Linked DNA regions of Mus musculus: regions 2, 3, 4 and 5 are each linked to region 1. A link is a contact called in public HiChIP or PLAC-seq and promoter capture Hi-C data. All regions are on one chromosome and are shown on one strand. Each heading gives the region's core, a stretch centred on a gene start, on an enhancer-like site or on the middle of the called end of the contact. The rest is flanking DNA. Distances are from core to core; before and after follow the strand shown.

Region 1 (2,737 bases), core at 106-2,605:
CCAGGAAGCCAAGCTCTTGCTGCTCTCTTCTGCCTGATGTTCTGGCCCCAACCTCTGACCCTCTTCTCTCTTGGGTCACATCTGCAATGCTTTATCAGTTCTTGAACCTGTTTGTTGTTGAAGTAGAACTTCCATCGAAGATGTTCCACATGGTCTATACCATTTTTTCCACAACATACCATGGGATCAGCATAGTAGGTACTCAATAGTATCTGTTGGACTTACAACTTGTGGACCCGATATGGATCTGAGTTTTCCCAAATATAAGACAAAAAAAAAAAAGCAGAACTGTGGGGTTTACAAAGAGCCCTGGGTTGTGGCAGCTCAGGCAAGGCCCTAGGAGGTTAATACCATGCTTATAGTCAGCTAGGTTCTGCATCTAAGGAAAATGCTAAGTATGGCCAGGGAGCAATCACCCCTGGGGCCAGATTTAAAACCACAGTTCTCTCCGGATTCAACCACAGAGTAGAATTAAATAGGATATTATTATAGTCTTTACAAATAAGTTCAAAGAAGCACAGAGTTGCTGGTGCATTCCACTCTGATCTTAAAAAAAAAAAAAAAAAAAAAAAAAAAAAAAAAGCTGATCTTGTAAACTTCTAGTTGTTCTGATTATCCAGAAATACGATGGTTATTTGAGAATGGATGATTAGCCTATATAAACAAACCACACAAGTCCAGATGTAATCGGTGGAACATGCATTTTTGTTTTGTTTCGTTTGTTTTGCTTGGAGCTGGAGATGTATCTCAGTGAAAATGAAAAGCCTTGGGTGGCTTCCTCTGTACAAAACAGGTGTGGTGTCACACATGGAAGGTGGAGACAGGAAAACTATTAGGTAGTCCAGAAGTTAACCTGGGGTGCATGAAATCCTGTCTCAAAAACACCACGAAGATTAAAAGGTAATGATTTGCTCAAAATACATTTATGTTTATGATGTTGTAACCTGTAATAACAGCACTAGAGAGGCTCAGTCATGAGGATTTGAGTTCGAGGCCAGCGTGAACTATCTGATGAATGCCTGTCTTAAAATAAGTCGTCACTTTTTTCTCAGTTGCTGAACTTACTTAATGCTTGCAAAGGTGGCTTTTAAGTTCAGCTGGTGTATGTTCTTGATCCCAAGTGGACTTTGTTGGGTAGTGACTTGGTAAAGGCAGAGCACACTCGGCTTTCCAAGCCCCGGCCACCCTGCATCCCTCATAACCAGCCTCACCCGTATGTGGTCAGCAGCGCCTTGTTGACCAGCACGATGAGGAAGGAGCATGTGCCATAGAAGAGCGCCGACAGCAGCCTGGCCAGGCGAGAGGGCAACGGCGCCGCGTTGGGCTCCTCCATCTCTGCCCTCCGCCGCCCGGCCCAAACCCAGCCCGCGGTCCCGCCCCCAGCGGCCCGGGAAGAGGGTGCGGCAGGAACAGGAAGAGCCTGGGCGCGAACTCCGACCACGGCCCGCCCCGCACCCCGCACCCCGCACCCCCGCACCACGCACTGGTGCTTCTAGTGCGCTCTCTCCTTGGAGGTGTCCACCTCCCGGGAAAGCCGAAAAACTGCCTTAGCCGGCACCCCCAGAAAGGCTGAGGTTCGTTTCCGTTTTTGTTTGTTTGTTTTTAAAAAGTATAATTTATGTCCTACGGGACGCGCCTGATTAGTGAGTTACAGATGCGTTCTTGACAAATGAACAGAACCAAGCAAACACGTAAATCTGAGTACAACATCCCCACAAAGGGCAAGAGTCCCCCTGAGTACTTAGGGTGTATCAGCTGTGGTGCTGGGCTACACCTCCCTGCGTGTGTTCAGAGCGCCCCCATCTACCCCGGTGGTTGGCATGATGGTAATTCCCAATTTACAACTATTACTAAAAATGCTTCCAGGCATACTTCAAGACAAGTGCTCGTGCGGAACGCTTCTGTTTCTCGTTCATAAATGCCTAAGACTGGCATCCACCATAAATGCCATGTATTCGGCTTCTCTTCCTCTGGACACTTTTGGTAAATTCAGGCCTCCCTCACAAAAGGCCCACTTCTCCCTAGGACAGCAGCCCCAGGATCCCTGGTTCTTGTGAATAAAAGCTCAAAGCTGTAGAACGACTCTCAAGTTTGTTCTCATGTTCAGATGTATTGCACTTTGATCAGTATTAACTTGCATTCCACAGCCAAAATAGTGTTTTTTTGAGTTCTGACTGCACACACCAGTGTTAGGTCCAAAGGGCTCCTCATTCCGTGGCCAAAGCGCAGGCTCACTGACTTGGTTCAAAATTGAGTATAGGCCCAGCTCAACCTGGACCATGGGAAGATTCCTGGCAGTTGGATAAATGCCAGCAGAAACAAACAATCCATAGCTTAGGGGAGATCAGCGGCTTGGTTTGGATAGGAGAACATGGAGGTGTCCCCGGTCCATCTGTGTGTATCTCTTCTGGGTGTTCTGCATTGGGGGTATTGAAGGGGCACAGAAAACTGCCAACATGACCATTCTCTCCATCATGTACCACTGAGGTGTGTTGTAGGTTAAGAAAAAGTACCCACACCGGGCGTGGTGGCGCACGCCTTTAGTCCCAGCACTTGGGAGGCAGAGGCAGGCGGATTTCTGAGTTCGAGGCCAGCCTGGTCTACAGAGTGAGTTCCAGGACAAGCCAGGACTATACAGAGAAACCCTGTCTCGAAAAAAAAAAAAAAAAAAAAGAAGAAAAAAAAAAGTACCCAGAGCAGAAGGAGAAAGAAGATGGGGCTGGTGAGATGGCTCAGT
Region 2 (2,737 bases), core at 159-2,658, 780 kb before region 1:
AGAAGCAGAGATGGTAAAAATTTAGCTTTCTTTAGAGAAGCTGATAGAGTCATGTGACCAAGAAACAAAATCAACAATTCAATTACAGATATTTATATTCTTTATCCAGGTCTCTGCTATCACAGCTACAAGGTGTGATGCTGTGAACCTTGCAAGAGTCATCTCAAGGTATAGTCCTGTGGCTTGCTGTAGAAAGCTGGGAGGCTAGAGACAACCATACAGGATGATGGCTCTAGCAATATGTGCTTAGCATCAAGCCTTTTGCAGTTCACTTCTTACACAGAAGTCGTTTGGAGTACTGCTCTGGCAACTAGTCACAGCCTAACACTTACTGTAATGCTGTCTGGAAAGCTACATAACTCCCTCTTGAACTGTATCTCTAGATATCTGACAAGCCTCAGGCTGGATCCACAAATGCCATGAACTTCTTCAGAGGGATATCTATTGCTTGCCTGTATTTTGATAAGCCAAGCTCTACCTAATTTTATAGTAGACTTTTAAATTTTGTTGTTGTTGTTTTGTTTTGTTTTTCATGACAGGGTCTCTCTGTGTAGCCTTGGTTGTCTTAGAACTCGCTCTGTAGACCAGTCTTTGAACTCAGAGATCTGCCTGCTTCTGCCTCCTGAGTTCTGGGATTAAAGGTGTGCTCCACCAATGCCAAGTGACTTTAAAATTGTTAAGGAGATGCCACGCTCTCCGGTCGAGTCAGCTTGACAGGCTGAGGCTTGGAAGCTACTCACGAGGCAAAAGAGTTTCACGGAAACTCACTCCTGGAGTCTGGTGTTCTCTCTAACCCATACATTAATTTTCCATTCCCGCGTTAGTCTAGTGGATGGATCCACATGCTCTCTTTTAGTATTATCCTATTATAAGTGCTTTTTAAGATTGAATTCTGACATAGCTAAAGCCTTCACCAGTGTTCCAACAGTCCTAAGAACATCTTTGAGCAAGACCATGGGCTTGGAATTCAGTAAGAATGTTGCTATTCAGTGACATTCAGAATAGCCTCTGGTATTACACTATCACTTTGATTAAAAGCTAAGTCACTCCCCTACACAGGAATTTACCATCACCAAGGAAGAAGGAAGTTTCAGACCGAAGGAGAAACCAGAATAGATACTTAGAACTATAGCTGAGTTACACCCATACACACACGTATTTACAATGGCCTAAGGGGAAGGTGGACTATACAATAGACTAAAATAGGAACTATGGCAAGGGCACGAAGCCCTTGACCTTGGCTTCTAAGATTAAGTGAATCTTAGGTGGAACCCTTGTTGATCCCAGCTGTTAACAATGAATTCTATCCCAGGTGGTCCTTGTTAGACTTTCTGTGTTTGCATTCCTCTGTTTTATGTAAGAATCCAGTAACCTCTTTGTACCTTGCAAGTGTGCCACCCAACTTCCTTATTGTCTCTGTATAAAAAGTCTGATGCTCCATTTGACATTACATTCAGATTCTACACAACCTCTCCTGTGTGCATCTGTCAGTCAATTCATATGACGCTTTGCCCACCCGAGACTAGAGACCCGTTCCAAGCAGACAAAGGGGCCCAGAGGATCTGTGGCAAGGAGATTTATCATGGACCTCTTCTAGCCTTACTTGAAAATAACCTATATCTTCCTGAAATCACCAACACTTAAAGAGTATCCCCAGGTGATAGTAAAACCCTCATTATATCAACCTTTCAAACCATCATCTTATCAAAAGATCTCCACAACTTCCACATCTTACAAAATTAAAACTCTTTATCAACCAAGAACTCCTGCCTCCCTTCCTCCCAGCCCATGGCAAACAGAATTCTACCTTCTGAGAGACTGGCTACTCTGGATATTACAGGTGAGCGGAAGGCAGCATTTGTTCTTGGTGGTTGGCTTATTTCATTGTGTAGTGTCAGATGGACCATGTCAGAGCACTCAACAGGGCTTTCCTTTTTTCTTTCTTTTTTTTTTTTTTAAGGATGATAAAAATTTAGTTGTGTCTATGCCATGCTTTCATCTAACAAGATGCATAGAGGTTACTTCTATCCCTTGGCTAGTATGTAAAATACAACCAACATAGGTTTGCAAATTATCTTTTCAATTCTTTTGAATATATAAGCAGAAGTGGAAGTGGCCATGCAGAAACTCCATTTACTTGCTTGTTTAAGACCAAGTCTCATGTAGCCACAGCTGGCCTTGGACTCTGGACCCTCGGACTCCCCCCTCCCAAGTGCTGAGATCACAGGCATGCAGCATCACACCAGATCTATTTTTCTTTGTGAATGAACCACTATGGCTTGTGTACAGTAGCTATGCCACAATGCATTCTCACCAGCAGTGCATGATGTCATTTCTCCACATCATCATCAACACAACACAACACAACATACTAAAGCTATCTAACGCTTCCCTCCCTTACTACTACTACTACTACTACTACTACTACTACTACTACTACTACTACTACTTCTTCTTCTTCTTCTTCTTCTTCTTTTTCTTCTTCTTCTTCTTCTCCCTTTTTTTTTTGGAGACAGAATCTTACTATGTAGCTTTAGTTGGCCTGGAGCTCACTAAGTAGACCAGACTAGTCTCAGAACTCAAAGATCTGCCTGCTTCTATCTCTTGAGTGCTGAAGTTAAAGATATATACAATACTACATCCAGCCTCCTTACACCTTTATTTATATAAACTGCTATGCAGTTCTGGTTTGCATTTCCCTGGTAATTAGTGGTACTAAGCTCTGTATAGATCTACT
Region 3 (2,737 bases), core at 135-2,634, 700 kb before region 1:
GTGTGTGGCCCACATTTGTCATCTCAGCAATGGGGAGGCAGAGAAAGGCATAACCCCAAGGGCTTGCAAAGTCAGGTGACCTACAAGCCAAATGTGATGGGTGTGAGGAGAGGCGGGGGACGAATAAGGAGGGAAAGATGGGGCACTCCTGACACCACCTCTGGCCTCTACATACACACACATAACCGCCAGTTGTTCAATTGTGAGCGTTAAATCTGCCATTTGGAAGCACCCTAAAGGCGAGGGCCATCCACAAATAGGTATCTCACGTCGGTCACACCCGCTTAGATTAATTTAATGAGGGATGGGATTTTTCGAATCATCTCATACTAGAGGAAAAGTCCAGGCACACAGAGGTCTTCAATATCATTGGCCTGTTCCAAGATTTTCATCCAGCACCCCCTCCAAGCCCAAGCACCTAAAAACTGTTCCAGTAAGGCAGCAAGACAGCAAGACACAAGCATTAAACACTCTCAGGCCTTGAATGGGCCTCTGGGCCTGTCACTCAAGCAGCTGTGGGAGGGCGATCTTGAGACCCTGAGCAGAGCTGCTCTAATGGATGGCGAGCAATAAGCTTCACCTTTGCCCCAGTCCTTCCAAAAGTACCTGCGGCTACGTTGAAACCAGAGGGAGAGGATTTGCTTAAAACAATAAAAATAAAAATAAATGGGGACGAAGGGTAAAGGACAGATGCCTCTCTACCATCGCCGCGAGCCAAGCTCACCAAGCTTCACCTTGGGCCTTAGACCCCACCCCTCACTGTCGGTCCCGCCCCGCCGGGCTCATCTGCGATGGCGCAGCCCCCCTCCGGCTCCTCTCCCTTGTGGAGCGGCCCCTCTAAGTCGTGCGGGCTCCCGCCGAGATCAGTTTCCGTGTGGTCACGCCCACCGCGTCTGTCGGCCACTGCCAAGCTGGGTTCAACTCCCCGATTAGCCACGCCCCTCACCGTCGGCCTCACCTCCCACCTGGCTCTAGCCCCGCCTCCCGCCAGGCCCCGCCTCCTGCCGGGCTATATCTTCCCCCCCCCCCAACCCCCCACATCCCGCCCCGCCCTCCCGCGGCTCGCACCCGCCCACCGTAGCTTCTCACCGTCCTGCCTCAGCTCCACCGCGCCGCGGGAGCGCGGCTCGCCCACGTTGAGACTCGGGCGCACGTTCTCGCGAGTCTTCTCTGCCCTAGCAGGAAACGGCGGTCTTCCCGGGTGGTCCTCACCCAGAGCTGCCTCAGCAGACTGGGCCGCGGCGGAAAAGAAGCCACCGCCCGGCTTCTGCGGCTTGAAAACTTGGCACAGCCTCACGGAACTTTTTTTGTTTTGACGTGTTTGGAATTTTCCCGCGGCCGCAAGGGAGTGGGGCTGCGCGCGCGCTCGCACGCACGCGCAGTGCACTCTGGGGCCCAGCGCGCTCCCGCGGCATGATGGGAAGATCTGAATCTCTCCTGGAGGAAGTGGGCGACTACGGGCTATAGCTAACTCGCGGCGCCGAGTGAGGGCTTTAGAGAAGAGAGAGCCCTGGAATGTGGTTCTTGAGAGACGGGAGTTGCCAGATAGGTCAAACTCCACATAGGGTTCAAGCCTGCTGGGCCCAACCACAAACGAGTTTTGTCTGTGGTTAGTGATCGCTCCAATCCCTAGTCAGGCCCATGTACTGCTTAGTTCAGGTTCAAATCGGTTCAAAGTTGCATTTACGCCACATAAGTGGAAACTTCTTGTCAAGTGAGACATGGCTTATCTTTTATTCTTGAATTTTTAACATTACATTTGTGTGCATGCCAGGTGAACCTAGAGGTCAGTTTGTGGGAATCAGTTCTCTCACTAATGCAGGTACCCAGTCTTCAACTTGGTGGTAGGAGCTTTTACCTGATGAGCGAGCCATCTTGCCAGCCCTTTCTTAAAGATTTTCAAATTTAGATCTGCATGGTTATTTACAGATGTTTGAATTGGGGAAGAGTCAGGATAACCTTAAACTTTTAGATTTTTTTGGTTTGTTTGTTTGTTTCGAGACAGGGTTTCTCTGTATAGCCCTGGCTGTCCTGGAACTCACTTTGTAGACCAGGCTGGCCTCCAACTCAGAAATCTGCCTGCCTCTGCCTCTGCCTCTGCCTCCCGAGTGCTGGGATTAAAGGCGTGTGCCACCACGCCCGGCTTAAATTTTTTTTTTTAATTAGTGCCTAAGAACCATTCGTTGTAATAAGACCACAACTTAGTGCCTTAAAAATAACATGTAGGGAGGAATATATGCCTGTAATAAATAGCTCTTATTTAAATACTCTGTTGCAGGATATTTGATCATACTGTGAATCCCGAGGTTGTATACTAGAAAAAACTATCTCTACACGTGTGGCTTAGCCCTAGCACACTCCTTTAATCCACGATCTTTCTGTTTATTGTAAATTGAATTTGAAAGAGAAGAATAAAGACTAGCCGAAAGACATTGGGTTGTAGAAAAACAACTGCTGAATTAGATTACCTGTATGCTTTAATTAAGGGAGCGGTGTAACAGATAGCTTAGCCATTAAGAGCACTGGCTGCTCTTCCAGAGAACCTGAGTTTGAGTCACAGCATCCACATGGCAGCTCACAATTATTAGTAACCCCTGTCCAAGGGATCTGATGCCCTCTTCTGGCCTCCTTCGGCACCACACTGCACAAACATTAATAAGTCATAATATCCACACACACAAAATAACAACATCAAAATTTAAAGGGAGACCCCAGGGGAACCTGATCCCAAAGTAAC
Region 4 (2,737 bases), core at 71-2,570, 580 kb before region 1:
GGCAGGAGGGCACATGGCTGCATTTGCACAACACAGGCTTATTAAAGCAAAACTCTGGGGCCTGAGTATAAAGGAAAGGAGAAAATATAAAAGTTCTTTCCCAGTAAAGCCACTGGCAAACTTAAGTCAGGAAAAGAATCCATGGCTGAGGATGGCAAGCAGGGTTTGCAAATTAAGGGAACCAACAGACAATCTTAATCCCCTGATATAGTATTTGATACCTTTAAAAAAAATTAGCTGGTGGGGGGAGGGATGGGTTCTTCTGAGCTCCAAAGTGAAAAACCGAAAGAATGAATTACAATATTACCTGCCTGCTTAAAAACTGCTTTTTAAATGTGACCAATCCAAGTATTTGATCTGCTAACTTTAACAATCATTCTTACGAGGTCCCTCTCACAGGTTGCCAGTGGGGTGGGCAAGCGCCCCCCCCCCCCCGGGACTCTACCATCACCACTATTACAGCCACTCCTAACCCCCCACTCACTTTGGAAACTGGGCTGTTGACAGACCAGAAAGGCTTTTGGCTGCCTGTTATGTGGTTCAAACCGTACTGTAGCTGCTTAACCAGGCTGAAGTCATTATTCAGAGTCTCCCAACCAGAAAACACAAAACCCCTTATTTCCCATCTAAAACTGTACACTGAAGGTCAGGGGATGGCCACTGCAAATTGCTTTTGCAGATATGTGCGGGCCAGGACGGAAACAATAACCCAAGCACTAACTCTCGCATAATTAGCTGAAGAAAGTCTACACCGAGTAACCATCATTCTTTAAATGGTGTGGTGTATGCAATTCCTAACTGCTGAGCTACGAAGCATCCCTTATCACGGCCTTTATAGACAGCGCATTTCCCCGCTTAAACATCATTACCATGATCCAAAGTAGGGTCCATATTTTTCTCTGCAGGAATATCTTGAACCTTAGCTGAAGTATTTCCTTGTGACAAGAACCCAGTAATAAATTATCTTCTTAAATGTCTGAGTGTTGGTCTGCATAACTACGAGCATTTTATAAAGAGTTTTTAAAAAATTGTACAGACTGTGCAATGATTTGCATTTTATTTGCATATAAATAGGTTGGTAAAAGTGAATGAAATCTAATGATGCCTACAGAACTGTTTCTGAAAAGAGGAAAAAAACATTCTGCTGAAATCCCCTCCCCCCCCACCATTCACTCAAAAAAATGCGCATGGAATTTCAATGTTTTTATTTCTTGTCCAAAACTGAAACAGAATAAACAATGATAAGCCACACCGGAAACTGTCACTGAGTCCAGCGGCTGGACACTGAGGGTGCACTTACAGGAGGTATGCTGTCCCGGACTGTAGCTTTGCCCCTTCCCAGAAGCAGTCCAAAGGTGTAATGATTAAGCAAGGGTAAAGGTATTCTATTATCTGTCAAAGCAAAAAACAATAGGGGTGCTTTAGGCTCACACTCGCTGCTCGGGTTGTTTCCAGAAATTTTGAACACTTTCCCCTCTCTGCAAACAAGAAAAGAATGTACCTGATCCATGTAACCTGTCTCCGTGATAAGTTCCCCTGATTTGTAGCACAAATGTTCCAACTTCCATTGCCTATTGGGATGGAAAGTGAAGAGAAATAAAAAAACTAAAACAAAAATGCTTCTTACTGCAAGGAAATGAGCTTAAAACAGGAACAACAGGACTTAGCAAAAGGCTGTAATTTCGATCACGCTGAAGCATCTGTCAAAACCAGCAGAGCTTTTGCCAAGGAGAAAGCCGGCAAGCCCCGCTTTAATGAATAGATAACACTGGATCGTAATTAAGATGTGGGGTGTTTATGTAAATGAATGCTACCGAAGTACTTGAAGTCTTGTTTCCTTAAGTGTTCTACCAATAATCTTGTTTACACCATTAATCTGCTTTTCCACACACATTAAACAACCTGCAACAATCCAGTGGAATTATCACAAATTCAAAATAGGCGGAGCTTGGGCTAGTGTGGCGTGTGCTGGGATAGACTCAGGTGGGAGAGTATTACTGGCTTGCCTTTTTCTCTTTTTTACTAGCTTATGTTATTTTTGGTCACGTTTGAAACAAACTTTCCTGCTCTTAATGTTATAAACAACCTCCACCAGGTAGACAGGACATTAAATGCATGGACCACGAATTAATTTGGTTTTAGTATCTCTCAGAGAGTGTTCTGCAAACTCATGGCTTTCTCAACGTGTTTAGGGAAAGACGCTTTACTCAAAAATAAAAGGATATTTGGAAAGAGTAAAGACAGGAAATCGAAGGAATGAAAATAAAAATTACCCCCTCCCCCCACCAGTTATATTTTATTGGTCTCCTCAGGGGGACCTGCCTTCTCCCAAGGGCATTTTTGATACTTTGCATCTTCTTCCCTACACTTTCTTCTAGGACTTTTCCATCTTTCTCTTAGTGCCCTTTCAAACCTCTACCTTCCTGCTAATCAAAAGTTTTCTTTGCCTAATGCTGGTGAAAACAACCCTTATGTAGAGTCCTGGCTCCAGTCTTACCTGGTACCTGGTGTATGAAGGGTGGGCCCTGTTCATGCCTGGCTTTGTCTGTTTCTACCTGTACTGACTGTATTTCTCTCCCTGGTATCATTCATTCATTCATCCGCCTATCTCTCCCCTCCGACACTTATCAACCCATCGATCAGGTAAGTGTTCTATGTGTTTCGCATGTGCACACACACACACACACACACACACACACATACACACACCCCAATATAAGTGGGTCTTCAGCACCAC
Region 5 (2,737 bases), core at 107-2,606, 560 kb before region 1:
CGGTCCACACTCTTTTCCACAGCCTTAGGAGACACCGCGGGAGCTCAGTTAGGAAATGCGGCAGCCATCTACAACTTACACTATTTGTGCTCGGAAGAGGGCGGCCACAAGGATCTTTCCTCCCTCTCCCATTCCCTCCTGGTGAACTCTTTAAAATAGCCGAGTGCACAAGGAAGAGGCCCAGGCCGGCGCCGGCGGGGGTCCTGGCTGGGCGCAGGCTGCTCTCCGGGCGGCGGAGCCCGGGGTGCTGGCCAGGGCCCCTGCGGGCCCCAGGCTAGGTGCTTGCCTTCCCCGGATTCCACACATTTCAGCCAGCCTCGTAAACACAATGAACCCGGCCGTTCCGCACACCCGTACCGAAGATTTAAGGTGGCAACTTGTTTACAACTGCCCCCCTCCCCGGCAGGCTGGGAGAAGAGGCGGCCCAAGACCTGGAAGAGAGGGGACGTCCTCTCCCGAGAATAATTTTTAAGGGAGCAGAGATTTCAAGCTCAACGAAAGCAGAACCGGCTGCCAAAAAAGGAAACCACCTTTACTTTGGCTCCCTCCCCTCTGTCTCTCTCCGCCTCTCTCCACTCCGCCTCCCCCTCAAAGAGGTTAAGAAATGTGGCAACGCCGAACTTTAGGCTGCAACCGTGGGCAGGGGCGCGGGAGAAAGGCGCTGGGGCCGAAGGCAGTGCCGCATTGCGGCCGCCCTGGAGGTGGTCCACTCAGGACGGTTTCCAAAGCTCCGGAAAAGGCACACCAGGGAGGGCGTGTGCGCGCGCACACACCACACACACGCACGCACACACACAGGCACCCCTCCACCCCCTGCGGACCTCAGACAGCCCTTTCCTCCAAAGTCCGGAGGGAGGGTTTGAATTTTTCAACCTTCACTTGTCTGCTGCTTTCTCAGGAGTGTGTGTGTGTGTCTGTGTGGCAGGGATCCCAAGGAGGAAGAAGAGGGAAAAGTGAAGAGGGAGGAGGGGACAGAAGTGCACCTTGGAAATCTGCTCCAGAGCGAAGGCGGCGTCGCAGTAGCTGGGCCGGTGCAGATAGTCCCGGTCCGGCGCGGCGCGGTGCGGTCCCCCGGTCCGTCTGCGCCTCCCGCCGCCGGCCTGCCTGCCCAGGGCCCCGGCGGCGTTACCAGCCGAGGCCATGTTGCCGCCGCCGCCGCGGGCTCCGGGCGCGCCTGGGCGCTCGGCTCGCGAGGACGCTGCTGGCCGCCGGGGACTCCGGCTCCGGGTGACAGACCCGCTGCTGCCGCTCACACGGCGGGCGCTGCGGGTGCTGCGGCCGTGGCCGCTGCCGGGGACTCAGACCCTGCGCCTTCCATTGCCACATTGCGCGTGAGTCCCGAGGTCTTTGCGGCCGCCGCTGCCCACATCCAGCTCGCGGGAAGGCGAGAGCCGGCGCTTCCAGGGCGCGCCTCGCGGTCCCCAAGTCCCCCCCAGACGTCCCCGCCCCGCGCCGCGACCCCTTCACGGCAGAAGGCGCGCGCAGACCCCCGCCGCTCGCGCCGGCTCCCTCGGCGCCCGCTGCGGGCGACGCGACGGTACCCGGCGAGTCTCAACGATGCCGGGCCGGGGCTGCCGCTGCTGCTGCTGGTGCTGCTGCGGCTGCGGCTGGAGTTGGCGGTGGCGGCTTCTGAAACGGCTGGTCGCTCTCTGGCTGCTGGGTTCGCGGTGGCTGCTCGGTCCCGGACTCTGCTTTCTTGTTCTCCTCACCGACCCGCTGGACCATTCTGCCCCCGCGCCGCGCGCTTCTTTCGCTACCGGGACCTGGGGACTCCGCTCTGTGTGTGTGCAGCGGGCAGCGGCCGCAGCAGCTCCTTGACTCAATAGATGAGATGGAAGAAGAAAAAAAAGAACTCTCTCCATTTGGAGAAAGAGGAGGAGGAGGGGAGGGGGTGGAGGGGGAAAGAGCGAGCGAAAGAGAAAAAGGCTGGAACTCCCGCCCCCGGGGCTGTCAGATGGCTTGGGTTTCTGCAACGCGATTGGCTCTTGGAGGGCAGAAATTACTCAGCAAACATGACTATTATTAGCTGCTTAGCAACAGCTCACCAAAGTAGAGAGACCACCCAGGTAGGCAACCCCCGTGTGTGCATCCCAGGCTTGGGGGTGGGGGGGCGCTCGCTCAGCGCCAACCCTCTCGCATGCAATACTTCCATTAAGGAATGCTCCCCCCTCCTTTCTTTCTTATTTCTTTTCTTTTCAACAGTGTCTTCTTTTTCGAGACGCCTTTTGCGAGCGCGCGCGCACACACACACAGACACACATACACACGCACACACTCACACGTACAGGAGCATTTGCCTCGCAATAGACATGAGGGATAGGTAATATATTTTTTTAAGCGCTTAAACAATTTCTGAGATTCCTCAAAGAAAACCCTTTTAGAGGCACTTTGGCCTCAAGCTGCAGCAAATACTGGGAGGTCCGGCTTGAATTCCCAGGCCTGCACCAATAATGACAGGGTGGTGGATAGTGCGCCAGTGTGTGCCAATTTTTTTTTCTCCTCTTTTCTTTTATAACCAAAGGCAAGACTTAGACTCTCGCAGGGAACAACGCCTCGTATTAAGATAAACAAAATGGAAAGTTAAAGAGGCGAGCAAGGATGTTGGGAAAAGCCAGCCCTTTTAAAAACCCCTCTCACTCCTCTATCGCCCCCCTCCAATACACAATACAGTCCAATTTGAAAACGTCTATAAGGAGACTCCAGACAAGTCTGCTATTTTATTTGAATTTTTAATATA

What was found. Promoter capture Hi-C pulls out the DNA fragments that hold promoters and counts their contacts. HiChIP or PLAC-seq counts read pairs in DNA pulled down with a chosen protein or histone mark. Capture Hi-C pulls out chosen DNA fragments and counts their contacts.
Region 2: a contact with region 1 is called in an H3K27ac HiChIP or PLAC-seq map of embryonic stem cells, with 2.1 times the contacts expected there. The contact joins the enhancer-like site here to the promoter of Slc35d2 in region 1. A contact is called at or near these places in 6 of 39 promoter capture datasets (the 3T3-L1 cell line, cranial neural crest, hippocampal neurons and 3 more) and 1 of 115 datasets of contacts at active chromatin or transcription factors (embryonic stem cells).
Region 3: a promoter capture Hi-C map of adipose tissue shows a contact between it and region 1, with 2.7 times the contacts expected there. The contact joins the promoter of Fancc here to the promoter of Slc35d2 in region 1. A contact is called at or near these places in 2 of 39 promoter capture datasets (the C10 cell line and neural stem cells), 7 of 115 datasets of contacts at active chromatin or transcription factors (the 230-238 cell line, the NIH/3T3 cell line, astrocytes and 4 more) and 2 of 9 other capture datasets (adipose tissue and liver).
Region 4: a contact with region 1 is called in a promoter capture Hi-C map of liver, with 3 times the contacts expected there. The contact joins the enhancer-like site here to the promoter of Slc35d2 in region 1. A contact is called at or near these places in 5 of 39 promoter capture datasets (the C10 cell line, cranial neural crest, embryonic stem cells and 2 more), 1 of 484 Hi-C or Micro-C datasets (embryonic stem cells), 2 of 115 datasets of contacts at active chromatin or transcription factors (astrocytes and embryonic stem cells) and 2 of 9 other capture datasets (adipose tissue and macrophages).
Region 5: a contact with region 1 is called in an H3K4me3 HiChIP or PLAC-seq map of bone marrow-derived macrophages, with 4 times the contacts expected there. The contact joins the promoter of Ptch1 here to the promoter of Slc35d2 in region 1. A contact is called at or near these places in 16 of 39 promoter capture datasets (the 3T3-L1 cell line, the C10 cell line, the HPC-7 cell line and 9 more), 10 of 115 datasets of contacts at active chromatin or transcription factors (astrocytes, bone marrow-derived macrophages, embryonic midbrain and 6 more) and 4 of 9 other capture datasets (adipose tissue, embryonic tail, liver and 1 more).

What each region holds. Positions count from the first base shown.
Region 1 is chr13:64,127,975-64,130,711 of GRCm38.p6, forward strand. It overlaps Slc35d2 (solute carrier family 35, member D2), which reads right to left and starts at 1,356. Exons shown (of 12, transcript NM_001001321.3): 1 at 1,212-1,356. The coding sequence starts at 1,333.
Region 2 is chr13:63,352,128-63,354,864 of GRCm38.p6, forward strand. All of the region lies in intron 6 of Fancc (Fanconi anemia, complementation group C), which reads right to left. Among named protein-coding and RNA genes, the nearest start is that of Mir3074-1, 52 kb to the left of the region's middle. Within about 2 kb of position 1,409, at least 10 of the 459 cell types and tissues checked have an H3K27ac peak or open chromatin away from gene starts, as enhancers often do. A contact at or near this core is called in embryonic stem cells, where this site is marked.
Region 3 is chr13:63,430,361-63,433,097 of GRCm38.p6, forward strand. Fancc (Fanconi anemia, complementation group C) reads right to left here and starts at 1,385. Exons shown (of 15, transcript NM_007985.3): 1 at 1,090-1,385.
Region 4 is chr13:63,543,736-63,546,472 of GRCm38.p6, forward strand. It overlaps Ptch1 (patched 1), which reads right to left. Exons shown (of 24, transcript NM_008957.3): 4 at 1,502-1,571; 5 at 1,301-1,392. Among named protein-coding and RNA genes, the nearest start is that of Ptch1, 21 kb to the right of the region's middle. Within about 2 kb of position 1,321, at least 10 of the 459 cell types and tissues checked have an H3K27ac peak or open chromatin away from gene starts, as enhancers often do. A contact at or near this core is called in liver, where this site is marked.
Region 5 is chr13:63,564,379-63,567,115 of GRCm38.p6, forward strand. It overlaps Ptch1 (patched 1), which reads right to left and starts at 1,357. Exons shown (of 24, transcript NM_008957.3): 1 at 984-1,357. The coding sequence starts at 1,142. RefSeq lists an enhancer at 1,916-2,095.